2 separate regions of the Mus musculus genome follow, and region 1 is linked to region 2. The links are chromatin contacts, called in public ChIA-PET maps. All regions are on one chromosome and are shown on one strand. The core of a region is the stretch at or near the end of the contact, and the rest is flanking DNA. Distances in the headings are between cores, read along the strand shown. Region 1 overlaps Gga1 (golgi associated, gamma adaptin ear containing, ARF binding protein 1). Region 2 has its middle 3.9 kb from the start of Cyth4.

Region 1 (5,543 bases), core at 321-2,820, 300 kb before region 2:
CTCTGATCTCTACGGTGCTTCTGCCTTCATGTCCAGGGTTGGTCTGAAAGGTACTTCAAGGCAGTCCTGGCTTATACCCTACGCCTTCTTGGCTTGTCCCGGCCTAGCCCTAACTAGCCTGGGGAGGGGACAGCTCCCTTGGCTGAAATAGCAGGTTTCTTTTTTGTTTTTTTGTTAAGAAATGACTAGAGTGTATTATCAACCCATCCAAGCTCTTGCCCCGCCCCTTCCTCCTGTCTTGGCTCTTGCTGTTCCTGCAGCCAGACCTGGGGCCTTCTGGATCTGACCAGATAAAGCTGCTATACTTCCAGGCTGGGTGACCTTGGTGTTGAATCATTGAAGGTGGAAAGCCCTGAAGCTTGAACCATACGCTATTCCTTCAAAAGATGTTGTAATCCCAAGTTTTTGCTTAGTAAATGCTGGGGTCATGGCTGGGTCAGGCTCTCTTGGTGGGGATGTGTCTTTTGGTCATGTACTAGAGATGAATCCAGGGCTTTGTGCATGCTTGCTTGCCAAGCGCTCTGCCACCAGCCCCTGTTCTCCGGGCAGCCGGAGGACAATACCTGGGAGTCGGTTCTCTCCTTCCACCATAATTGTGCCCAACTGGTCTCGAACTTGTGACACTCTTGCCTCTCCAGTAGTAGATATTACAGGCATATGCAACCGAGAAGTGCTTGCTCGAAGGATCATGGACTTTAGAACTGCACAGAAGTATCTCAGAGGTCACTCAGAGCCAACCTCTCCCTGGGCCCTTCCCTAAACTAATAGTTGGTTGCCCGGGCTGGAGTATCACCCAGGTTCACCTTATCTATCGCATGGCTCAGCCCTCTGGGGCTAAGTAGCTCAGTACTAAGTCTGTTGGGACTGACTTAGAGGATATCAGATCTGTGATTCCCTACATTCCCCAAAGAACAGCCATTTGGCTTGGGGGTGGGGGGTGGGGGGTGTCTCTGCACACAAACTGAATGACCTTAGATAAGATCGCTCACCCCTCAGCCACAAGCTACAGGCTTAATTGGATTACATGAATTAGCATGTAAAATTCTTAGAAAAGTGCCTGGTGTTGTCTGCTGTTCTTATTCAAACACCAAAAGTTTGGGAGAGAAGAGCCTTGACTACCCCTGCCTTAGTGCCCTTGTAATATGTATGGCTGCCTTAGGACAGTAGAATTTACTGGTGGGTCCCGTGGGTCATCCTTCCCTAAGGTGGGTATCTATGCCTCCATTTGGCAGATGTGCAGACCCTGGCTCTTGGCCCAGATGTGCACAGATGTGTGGTAGGGGCCAGGTCAGAGCAGACCTAACTCCTAAGAGCCGTTACTGCTGTCTTTCTGCTGTGTACATGGCATTGCCTGGAAACTCCTTCAAGGCTGGCCTTTGCTCTGCCTTCACGATGGCCGCTGAGGGACTGACCGGTCTCCACACAGATTGGCCTGCAATCCCAATGACAGTCTGGGTGGCATCTGCTAATGAGACTTGAGCGGATGTGGTCAGGGCAGCCATAGGCAGGCTAGGGTGGAGGTTGTTGGCTTCATCCTACCAGTTGAGACGCTGCCACATGGCTTGACTGTGGCAATACTAGAAAGCCTCCAAGTGGTTTCTGCCCACAGCAGCCAGCAAGGTATGTTTTCCTTGGGCTTTGGTAACTCCCTTGCCCACCCCCACTTCCACAGTTCAAAAGGCCTTTCCAGGAACCCTGGGGTGGGGCTGAGGCAGGACTCCTCCCTTCTGCTGCTAGCCCTGGGGGAAATGTGTGCTTGGTCCCAGCTGGGAGCAAGGCAGGACTGGTGTTAAAACTGGAGGAGAGCTGGCTCAGGTGCCTAGAACAGTCTACCATCTTGATGGAGCTGGTCCAGTCTCCTGCTCTCAGGGCAGTTCTGAGGACTAGAGGGGGAGACTGCAGGCAGCATGCCAGGGTGGGTGGCTCCCTTCAGCTGCCCTATGGGGTAGCAGAGGCCACAGAAGGTGTGCCAGGGCAGCAGAGGCCTCTGTCACCTTGGTTTCATCGCAGATGAGCAGCCTGCCCTGTGGTTACTGCAGAATGATCTGCTGGCTCTGGTCAGTGTCCCAGAAGTGGAAGTGTGGCTTTGAGGTCTGGGAAGTCCCACTGCTCTGGTGTGGTCATGGAGTTCATCTTTTAAGACAGAGACAGTACTTCCCGGGGTATCCATGCTAAGGCAGATGCAGACTCCAGGGACACCCCCTTGTCCCCCAGCTCTCCGGAGTGCCGTACTGGGGCTCCAGTCTCCCAGGTTCCTACCAGGTTCTGAGACAGGCCATATCTGGCTCAGGAGATGTAGAGATGGATGAGGACAAAGCCAGAGGAGGGGTGGCTCCCTGGGTCCCAACCCTGTGGCCTTTTCAAAGGAGGCTCCTAGAAAGGGAGAGCTAGCCAGTGACTTTGGAACCAGAACACCCAGTTCATGGGACTTCTCCAAGTCACAGTCCCACAACCCCATGGCAAACCTCCTCTATCCACTGGCCATCTAACGAGATTCTACTGGAAACACATTTCTGAGGTCCCAGGTGGGAAGTAGAGGCCATTTTGAGGAAGGATGGTTGCTAGGACAGGCCATCAGCTTTCAGGGGGGAGCATGCGCAGGGTCTGGTTGGAAGGAGTGGGGCCTCCCGTCTTTTTGCTTTACAGTCCACGCTGAGATTCCGTCACTGTCCAATGTAGGCCTGACAGGGTGTCAGTCCTGTGGGACTGGGAGAGCTGTGTCATATCCAGGTGTCCACAGGATTTAAGGAAAGGGTTTTAGTAGCCAACCTTGGTTTAGGAACTGCCAGATGAGACAAAGTGAAAGTGGTTCCTGAGATGTGGGACTTCCTGGAGCCTGTAGCAGGTCAGCGGCTCACGGGAGAGTGGGCAGCCTGTGCCTCTAACTGCGGGGGCTGTCTTCCTGCAGTATGGGGCTCTAAGGCAGCTCCTCACCGCACCCCACTGGCAGGTTGTCCTCGCTGGGTGGTTTCTGCACCCTGCTTGGGACCAGCCTTTTACCACGCCGGGTGAAGAGTAGGCAGAGCGCAGGGCTTTGGAGAAAGCCGTGTGTCGGGCAGGGAGAAACACAAGACCGGCTGCAGAGTGCAGGAGGAAGCGAGCAGCTGGGACCTTCCCCTTGACTTCTGCAGCAGCCAGACCTCCTGGTGGCCCCTTCATCCTCAGCGAAAACAGCTCTGGGCACCACAGACCAGTGTTTCCTGAGTGACTCAGTAGCAGCCACAGGCCCCCAGTAGGGCCTCTTCTGGCCCAGGGCTGAGGGGCTGGGATGGGTGGGAGCTGGGCATGGATCTATAGGGCAGTCCCTAGGCCCCCACCTCCCGAACCTTCCCTACCTCCCTTAACCCACAAGGGTGACAAGAGCAGCTAATCCAGGAAAAAAGTCACTTTATTTTCATAAATACTCCCACTGCCACCCATCCTGACCCTACTTGACCACAGGAGGGTGGGCAGATGTGAGGTGCTCCCGGGAGGCCCCAGCAGAAGGTGATAATGGAGCATGGAACTCTGGGAGTTCCATGGCCCTCCAGGGGGCATGTCCTCTGGCTCTGCTTTCAAGTTTCCATGGCCCGTGGGAGCCTGAGAGCAAAGGGAGGCCTCTGGAGGCCCCGGGGGCTGAGTGGAGAGCTCCTTCAGCTCTGTGACCACAGGGCCATTCCAAAAGAAAAGCAACGAGCCAGACCACACACCAAGTGCACACAGCTAGGGCGCGGGCGTCACCCCCACCCAGTCACTGGGTCCCCGCAGAGGAGGCCTGGGCTGGTCCCAGTTTCCAGCATGGCCTCCAAGTTATGGCTGGGCCTTTCCATAAGGCATAAAAGACAGGTGAGGACGACCCCACCTCAGGCTGGGGTTCAGGGCTGGGCCTCACAGCCCCCCTCCTTCCCTCACCCCAGAGTCCTTCCAGGGCATACGGCCCCTCCCTGCTCCAGGCTCCCACTGGTGATGGAGGTCCCAGCAGCTATGGCAGACCCAGGCGCAGCCTCCTGCTGGGTTTGGCTCAGCAGGGGAAGAGGGAGGGGGAAGAGTCACTGGGGGCCACAGGAGGGAGAGAAGCACAGGATGAACAGGTCCAGGTCCTGCTGCCCCTCCTCTCTCCAGCCCCTCTGTCCTAGAGGCTCCCCCAGGTCTCTGGTGGGGGGAACTGATCCACATCTCCCATCTCATTGTAGGTCTGGTCGCCCATAGTGAAGATGAGCTTGTAGCGGAGGCGAACCTTCTCCTGAGGCACAAGCACAGCAGTCAGAGTGGGGAAGGGAGGTTAGCGCCACCCTGGGGCACTGCCACGTCAGAGCTGGGCCCTCACCTTCTGGGGGTTAGCAAGGAGCAGGACCTGGGTGATGGCTGAGGGGTGGACGATGGGGTTGAACGCTGGCAGCTCTGTGCCGGAAGGTGGCTGCAGCCTCACCTTCATGACCTGGGGGCAGGAGGTGACTGCTGGTCAGGCAGCCACCACAGCAGAGGCAGCTCCCTTCCCAGAGTCTCAGGGGTCTCTCTGGCTCCCCACCCCTTCCCCAGCTCCCCAGGGAAGGAGATACCATGCCCAGGCAGCAGGCTGCCCACCAGGTCTAAAGTCCCCCTGCCTTGAGGGAGGAAGGCCTGCCTGGTCTGCCCTTCACCTTGGGGACGGCTGACTGGAAAACGATGTTCCGGATGGGCTGGGGCGCCGTGCTCAGCATAGAGACCACCACCACCAGCACATCGGAGCGCCCTGGCAGTGGGTCCCGAGCAAAATGGAAGAGGACACGGAAGCCATGCTGGTCATAAACGGTCACTGGCAAGATGCTGCCTGTGGGAGGACGGGTAGGAGGTCGGTCAGTGGGTGGAGTCAGATCATACCAGGCGCTGGCCTCTTAGAGGCAGGATGCCCACCCTGGAGCCAAGTCACAGCCAGGCCCTTCCCAGGCTCTGTTCAAAGTGTGGGTCATGCATTCTTTGGGGTCAGAGTCAGTTCTAGTGCTAAGGAGGACAGGGAAGACTTGAGCTTCTTGGTCACAGTTTCTAAGTCAGTCAGCCAATGTTACCTACTGCTACCTACTGCTCCTGGGTAATACCTGGGGCTTCCTCCTGGATCCTTCTTTGAGGCTCTATTTTATAATCATAAGGAGCCTTCTAGTTCTGGCCCCTGCCCTCCCTGGGAACGAGGGGGTCAGGGTTCAATTCTAAGAAGCCCTCTCCTGTGCAACCCAGAGATTAGAAAGCAGCCTTTCATCACTCTAGGATGGGGAGGCCCTACTGCAGGGTAACATCGGAGTCATCAGGCTCTGGGGACAAGAGCTGGCCTGGCCTGGCCCTTCCCACCCCTCCCCACTCACTGGGTTTGATAGACTCCAGGGGCACAGTGATGCTGGTTAGGGAGAACTCAGTGGGTGTGGCCTGAGGTGGAGGCCCAGGGGGCTCTGGGGACGTGGTGTGGAGGAGGCTGGCGGCTCCTGGGCTGGGCGAGCTGCTCTTACTCTGCAGGTCACGGAGGGTGAGCCGGGGGGCTGGCTGCTGCTTCTCCCTTAATTGGGACAGTGTATTAGCACGTGATTTTGTAGTGG
Region 2 (6,300 bases), core at 3,055-5,554:
TCAGATCCTGCAGAGAAAAAGGGATGGCTGACAGAAACTTCAGTCAGAGGAGCGCTTACTCTTTGGAATTCAGGGCACATCCTGGCTCACTGATCTGTTTCCAATCTATTTAGAAGTCCAGTGAGGGCAAGGTCACATTTGTGTCCTAGTCTCTCGTAAAATGTGAGGAGAAAGGAGTGTTCAAGTGAGGATGAACTAATGAATGAGTGAATGAATGAATACACCCAGGGAAGATAGGCATGTAGTTCCTTCCTTGAGTGATGCAGACATTTCCGGCCTGGAGGTATAGGCCTGTCATCCTGGCTTCTTGGGAGACTGAGGCAGGAGGATTAAAAATTCAAGCCTGATCCAGTGAAAACCTGTCTTAAAATAAGAAACAAGAAGAGGGTTGGGGACATAGCTCATGGGTAGAGAGCTTGTCTAGCATAGCCAAGGCCCTGCACATGCACACGCACACACAGAAGTGGGGTGTGCCCCCCCCCCCACCGCCTGGAGTCTGAGCTCAACCCTGTGTCTTTGACCCAAAGTCTAGCTGAGAGAGTGGTGCAGTTTTATGTATCAACAACAGGGGGCGCCCTGGAGGCCTGGATTAATCTGGTTTACGGAATGGAGCAGGCTGGCCTCTGCAGCATTCTGGCTTTCCAGATGCCCTGTGTCTCCCACTTCTGTCCTTTCTCATCCAAGTTTGGCCACAGGACTTGCTAAGAAACAGGATCCTCCACAGGCAGCAGGAAGGTGGGAGCTAGTGCTTGCGGGTGGGGTGGGCTACAGCAGGGACAGAGAACTGGGGGAAAAGGTCCCCATTGCCACATCGAAATTCACCCTTAGGAATTTCTCCCGCCCCTGAGACCCCTCCCAGGATTACTGGTCATTAGCTAATGTGGGCAGCATCTGACCGCAATGGCGATCAGTTTACATTATGTAGGAGGAGCCAGTGCCTGTCATTAAAGGGACCATGACTTGGGTGATCATCAGGGTGGTTAGTGTAAATTGTCAACTTGACAGAGTCTAGAGCCCCCTGGGAGACAGGCCTCTGGACATGTCTGTGGGGGTCATCTTAGTTTTTGTTAATCAGGAAGGGGAGACCTGCCCACTGTGGGTGGCGCCATTCCCTGGCTGGCTTCCTGGACTGCATAAACAGAGACAGGAAGCTGAGCAGCAGCAGTGTGCTCATCTATCTTCCTCAGCTTCCTGACTGTGGGTGGAATTTCACTGGCTGCTTCAATCTGCTGCCTTGCCTCTTCTGTCATGGCGGACTGTACCTTTGAGCTCTGAGAAGAATAGAAACTAAGTTGCTTTTGTCAGAATATAATGTCATAGCAACAGGGAAAACAAACAAACACTAAGACAGCAACTAGGACAATGATGGCAAACCACAGTTCAGATGGCTTCCCTGCCCTGATAGTAAATATGTAACTCCTCCTGAAGGAGGGACTGATTGGCTCAGTCCTAGAGCGTCAGGACTGGGTTTGGACTGGGGCTATAGATGCCAGAAAGAAGACCTGAGCATCGCGCCTACACCTGTAGTGCTAGCATTTGGGAGGTGGAAGCAAGAGGAATTAGGAGTTCAAAGTCATTCTTGGCTATATTGGTGAGTTAGAGGCCAGCCTGGGCTACATGACACCCTATCTCAAAAACTGAAAAGACAAGGGGAGGAGAGCAAGGAGAGTGGCCATGAAGAAGCCACAGGCATCTCATTGCTACTGTGTCACCAAGGAGGATCTGGGGAGGAGGGCTAGCTTTCATGGGCAGGCAGAGAACCACCGTGGGATCACAATGCTGGAAACTGAGGTCCTGTCTGGAAGTCTTCTCTGGTCCCATTTTACAGACCCAGAGAGTGAGGTTTACAGACCTTCCTGCTGAGATCCAACCTCCAACTGTTGTTCTCTGTGGAGACACCTGTCTGGACATGGGGTCTTCTAAGTGACACTTGTCAGCTGGGGTGGCAGGCTGCCATGGAAAACCAGATGGTAGAGCCTTCAGAAATCGTGCTCCTCACACGTGCACCCACCCCTGCTGCTCTTGTGGCGTTTGTGGGTTCATGCCTTCGGTGTCTGTTGCACCCAAGAGCCCTGGAGAAGCAAGGGCTGCCTAGCTGCCTATCCTAGACTCAGGGCCTGGGTTCAGGCCACCACCCTGTCTCAGGGCAGTGCTGGGTCTCTAGGACCTGGGCTTCAAAATCTGGGTCTGCAGAGGCTGCACACACCGGATCTGTGGGGTCCGAGGACAGTATGGGGTTAGAGCGTGCTCAAGACTTTTCTTCCCTTCAGGTGTGTCAGGCTCAGAGATGAAGGGACCTTTGCCTTTGAAAGACTTAAATATGAGGACTGGGGAGACATCTCAGTTAGTGAAGTACTTTTTATAAGAGCAGGAGGACCCACATTCAGCCTCATGGGTTTTGTTACTTTTCTGTTGCTGTTACAAAATTCCATGACCAGGGCAACTTAATGAAGAAAGTATCTAACTGGGCTCACAGTACCAGTCCATCACCACTGTAGTGGGGAACACAGCAGCAGGGAGGTAGGCATGGCTCTGGAGCAGCTGAGCTCACATCTTGATCCACAAGTAGCAAGGCGGGGGGGGGGGGGGGGGGAGAGAGAGAGGGAGGGAGGGAGAGAGGAGAGAGAGAGACAGAGAGAGAGCGACAGAGAGAGAGCAACAGAGAGAGAGAGAGAGAGAGAGAGAGAGAGAGAGAGAGAGAGAGAGAGAGAGAGAAGTGGAGAGAGATTGAGGAAAATACCCTGGCCTTCACTTGTGTGTGTGTGTGCTGTCCTCAGAGCCCACAGATCCAGTGTGCAATATCACACACACACACACTAAATAGGGGCTCACAAAATGGCTCAGTGCAAGCCCGATGACCTGGACTCAGTCCTAGGAACCCACAAGGTGGAGAGAGAGCGAACAGAAGTCACAGTGTCATCCTCCGACCTTGGCATGGGTGAGGGCCCATTCCTCCCTCCCCACCACAAGCAATACTAAACATAAGAAAAAAGAAAGATGAAGTGTCACATAGTTCCCTAGAGGAGGACCGCCAGAACCATGCAAGGGAAGGCCTTGGGACAGAGGGCTCAAGTAGGGAGATGTCACTGGGCCTGGGCTATGGGGAGAGGGGTCACTGTGTCTGGCTCAGGCCTAGGCTGTCAGAGCAGAAGAATGGCAGGCTTGAGCGGGGCCCCGGGGTCCCACTGCACGTGGGAATTGATGCCAGAGCTCCTTCTAGGGAGATAGAAACGTCCACCCCCTTCTCCTATAGACCCACAGGTAGCCCAAAGTAGGGTCCCCCTGAAGTTCACCCTGGAGAACTAGTGAGTTTCTTGGGTGAACTTAGAGAGCCAGGGTGTGGGGCTGTCTGCAGGAACAGGGGTGACCCAAAGCAACTGCATTGAAAGTCTTCATCCAGCGTGGATAATGGCGGCCTCGTAGCTGGAATCCCCTCTACCTCCTCATTCTATACTCTTCTAGCACCTCCCCAGCCCCCCAGGGGCCATGTGTGATCAGGCCACGATTATCCACAAGTGGTTGGGAAGAGGGGCAGGAGCCTCAGGCGAGAGGAGGTTGTCCATCCCCACTCCTCTGAAGAAATGCCTGTTAACCAGTTCTGCGCGGTGGTCTGTTGTTAGCAGATATGGCTGATGGGAAAAGGAGGGCGGCTGTACCGCTTGGTACAGCTGTATGTGGAGGCGGCAGGCACGTGGCGGCTGTGAGCTACAGTGTCAGCCGCAGCTCATGAAATGCTGAGAACCTTCCAGTCTCCACCCTCGGTGTCCCTGCTCTGAGCCTTTGTGACCCTCCAGGCCCAGCATCCTTCTCTCTAAAATGAGGCACAGCAGTGTCTCATCGAAGCTCCGGGGTGGGGGTGGGGCAATGGCGGCAATAACATGACGCTGGTCACTACTGTGCCTTCCTTGGCTCCCGGGCACTTAATCCCTGGGCACAGGTAGGGTCTTGCTTGCTTTTGTTGAGATTTAGGAAAGATGCTCAGGGCAGATGACTCCCCGAAGCTGCAGCCATATCCCATGAGGCTCTCATGAAGGTATGTTTCTCCCCCATGAGTGATCTGGAGCCCTTTCACACCTGTGCTCGGGTGGATGGAACCCAAGCTCCCTCCTGTTTCTGTGGTGATGTCAGCATATCCTGTGGGCTGTAGCCTTCAGCAATGAATGGGTCTGACATCACCGGGAGCCTCCCACCCCAGAACTTTTCTCTAGCATGCTGTCAGGAAAATCTGCCTCACCAGGGCTCCAGCAGGCTTCTCCTTTTGCAGAGTGGAGAACTGAGTCACTTGCTCTGTTTCCCTTTTTGCCTTAGCTGCCAGGAAGCTCAGGCAAATCTGGGTCAGCCTCAGCACCCCCAGAGTTTGGCACATCACCTTTCCTGTGGCTAGCTTCTGCGCATGTGGTGGGAGTGGTCATTGGGAGGCGGAGTCTCAGTATGCAAAGAAGGGAAAGAGGAGAAAAAACAGGCTAGATGTAGAAAGGTGACCGCAGTTAAGTGGGGCCAGACCAGAAGTTCGAGGCATCAACATGCTGTGCGTTTCTCTCCCTTTCCCCAGGCCCTCTGCTCGAACAACACGTATCTGTGAAATTGGAGTTGGGTAGGGGTGGGGTGGGTATCCAGTTTCCTCAAGGGAAAGATGGGAAAGAGAGAGAGGCTGCTCCCCTCCCCCAAGATCATCTAAGAGGGCTCAGATCTGCAGAAGGTTCTCGCGGGGAAGAATGGGGGTGCCAGGGACTCGGAGGGTCGTTGTTATTCAGGGCCCGTATCTTCCTTGTTCTTAAGCTGGAGTGTCCTTGAGATGCAATCGACTCTCATCTCCTGAGTCAGTCCCCTAAAACTCTTCAGACCCACACAGCGTGTCCCTGCAATGAACATCATCTGATTCTTAATTAAAGAACAAGATTAGGGAGCCCTTGGGCCACACTTCAATGTCATTTGGAGACCATCGGATGAACTGGGCTGCAGAGAAGCGACGGAGAGGGAAGATTACGGAGGGGCTCGGGGTAGAGGTCAGCTGGTTATTTATCCTGTGACGATCAGTTCCAGCATTTAGCATTTCCGTTGCTCAGATATTTCACCTTAGAATTTATGACATGGGGAAGAGAGAAAATAATAAAATCAGGCAAGGGCCGTGTGCACAGAACTCAGGCAGGAGGGTGGCCATGCAGCAGGGGCAGTGGCTTAGTGGTTCAGAGCTGTTGCTGCTCTCGCAGAGGACCTGAGTTTGGTTCCCAGATAATTGACCTTCTGAAACTCCAGCTTTGGGGGAATATAACGCCTCCTTCTGGCCTCTTCAGGTACTGCATCCATACTTCCCTGTTCATACAAACACACATAAAGGTAAACCTTAAATGAAAATGAAGTTGCTGAGACATGATTTGATCGGCATGACAGACACCGTAACCCTGAGGCTCACTGCCACCTTCCCAACGATGACAGCCCCAGCAGCCCTTTGGTTCCCCATCCCATCCTGTGTCCCCACTTAACAGTATCTGAAGTGGTTGTCTAAAACTCAAGTCTAATTAGACTTTAAACCCTCCTACAGGATTGAGAGTGGACCTCCGATGGCTATTTAGCCATAGATGCTCACGGAAGCCAGAGGGTGGAGTCAGGTGTCCACGGATGAATGAATACATGTATGGACTGTGGCATATGGCATGCACATACCATGGAATATACCGTGGAATATTATTCACCTCTGAAAAGGAAGGCATCTGACATGGGTGGTAGTATGGAAAAGTTGTGCAGACACTAGGTCAAGGGAGTAAGGCAGCCACAGAGGACAGAACTGCAGGGTTCCACTGCATAAGGTTCCTGGGGCGTCAGATCATGGGTACCAGGGAGGGGGAAGAAAACAATGTAGACCATTCTAGAAAGGGCTGGTAGGGATGGTTGCCTGTCATGAATGCTCCCGGTAAGGAAATACACATTTCGAACTAGAAAAAAAAAAAGGTAAATTGTGTGCCTGTTTTGCTGCAATTTAAACAAACACAACTTGGTTATATTTTAAATTATTTTGGGGTATGTGTGCAGAGGAACATGTGGGTGCCTGGCCATGTGTGTGATGGTCAGAGGGCAACCTGCAAGAGTTGGTTCTCTCCTTCTACCACGTGGGTCCTGAGGTTCAAACTCAGGTCATCCAAGTTGGCAGCAGGCACCTTTATCTGTTGAGCCATCTTGCTGTCCCTAAACCGACAAAACTCCAACAAGCTCCTCAAAGGAAACAAAACGAAATCCCTTCAGTGGCTCCTGTACCCTCAGCCCGTGAGACCCTCTGCCCCTCCCCCACCCCTTGCTGCAGGC

What was found. ChIA-PET counts read pairs in DNA pulled down with a chosen protein or histone mark.
Region 1: an RNA polymerase II ChIA-PET map of effector CD8 T cells shows a contact between it and region 2, with 16 read pairs. The contact joins two enhancer-like sites. A contact is called at or near these places in 1 of 484 Hi-C or Micro-C datasets (embryonic stem cells), 1 of 115 datasets of contacts at active chromatin or transcription factors (effector CD8 T cells) and 3 of 9 other capture datasets (adipose tissue, liver and pancreatic islet).

Annotation. Positions count from the first base shown.
Region 1 is chr15:78,892,413-78,897,955 of GRCm38.p6, reverse strand. Gga1 (golgi associated, gamma adaptin ear containing, ARF binding protein 1) reads right to left here. Exons shown (of 17, transcript NM_145929.2): 14 at 5,316-5,503; 15 at 4,620-4,789; 16 at 4,307-4,417; 17 at 3,371-4,222. The coding sequence ends at 4,112. Among named protein-coding and RNA genes, the nearest start is that of Mir6955, 3.3 kb to the right of the region's middle. Within about 2 kb of position 1,570, at least 97 of the 459 cell types and tissues checked have an H3K27ac peak or open chromatin away from gene starts, as enhancers often do. A contact at or near this core is called in effector CD8 T cells, where this site is marked.
Region 2 is chr15:78,589,960-78,596,259 of GRCm38.p6, reverse strand. No RefSeq gene overlaps it. Among named protein-coding and RNA genes, the nearest start is that of Cyth4, 3.9 kb to the left of the region's middle. Within about 2 kb of position 4,304, at least 53 of the 459 cell types and tissues checked have an H3K27ac peak or open chromatin away from gene starts, as enhancers often do. A contact at or near this core is called in effector CD8 T cells, where this site is marked.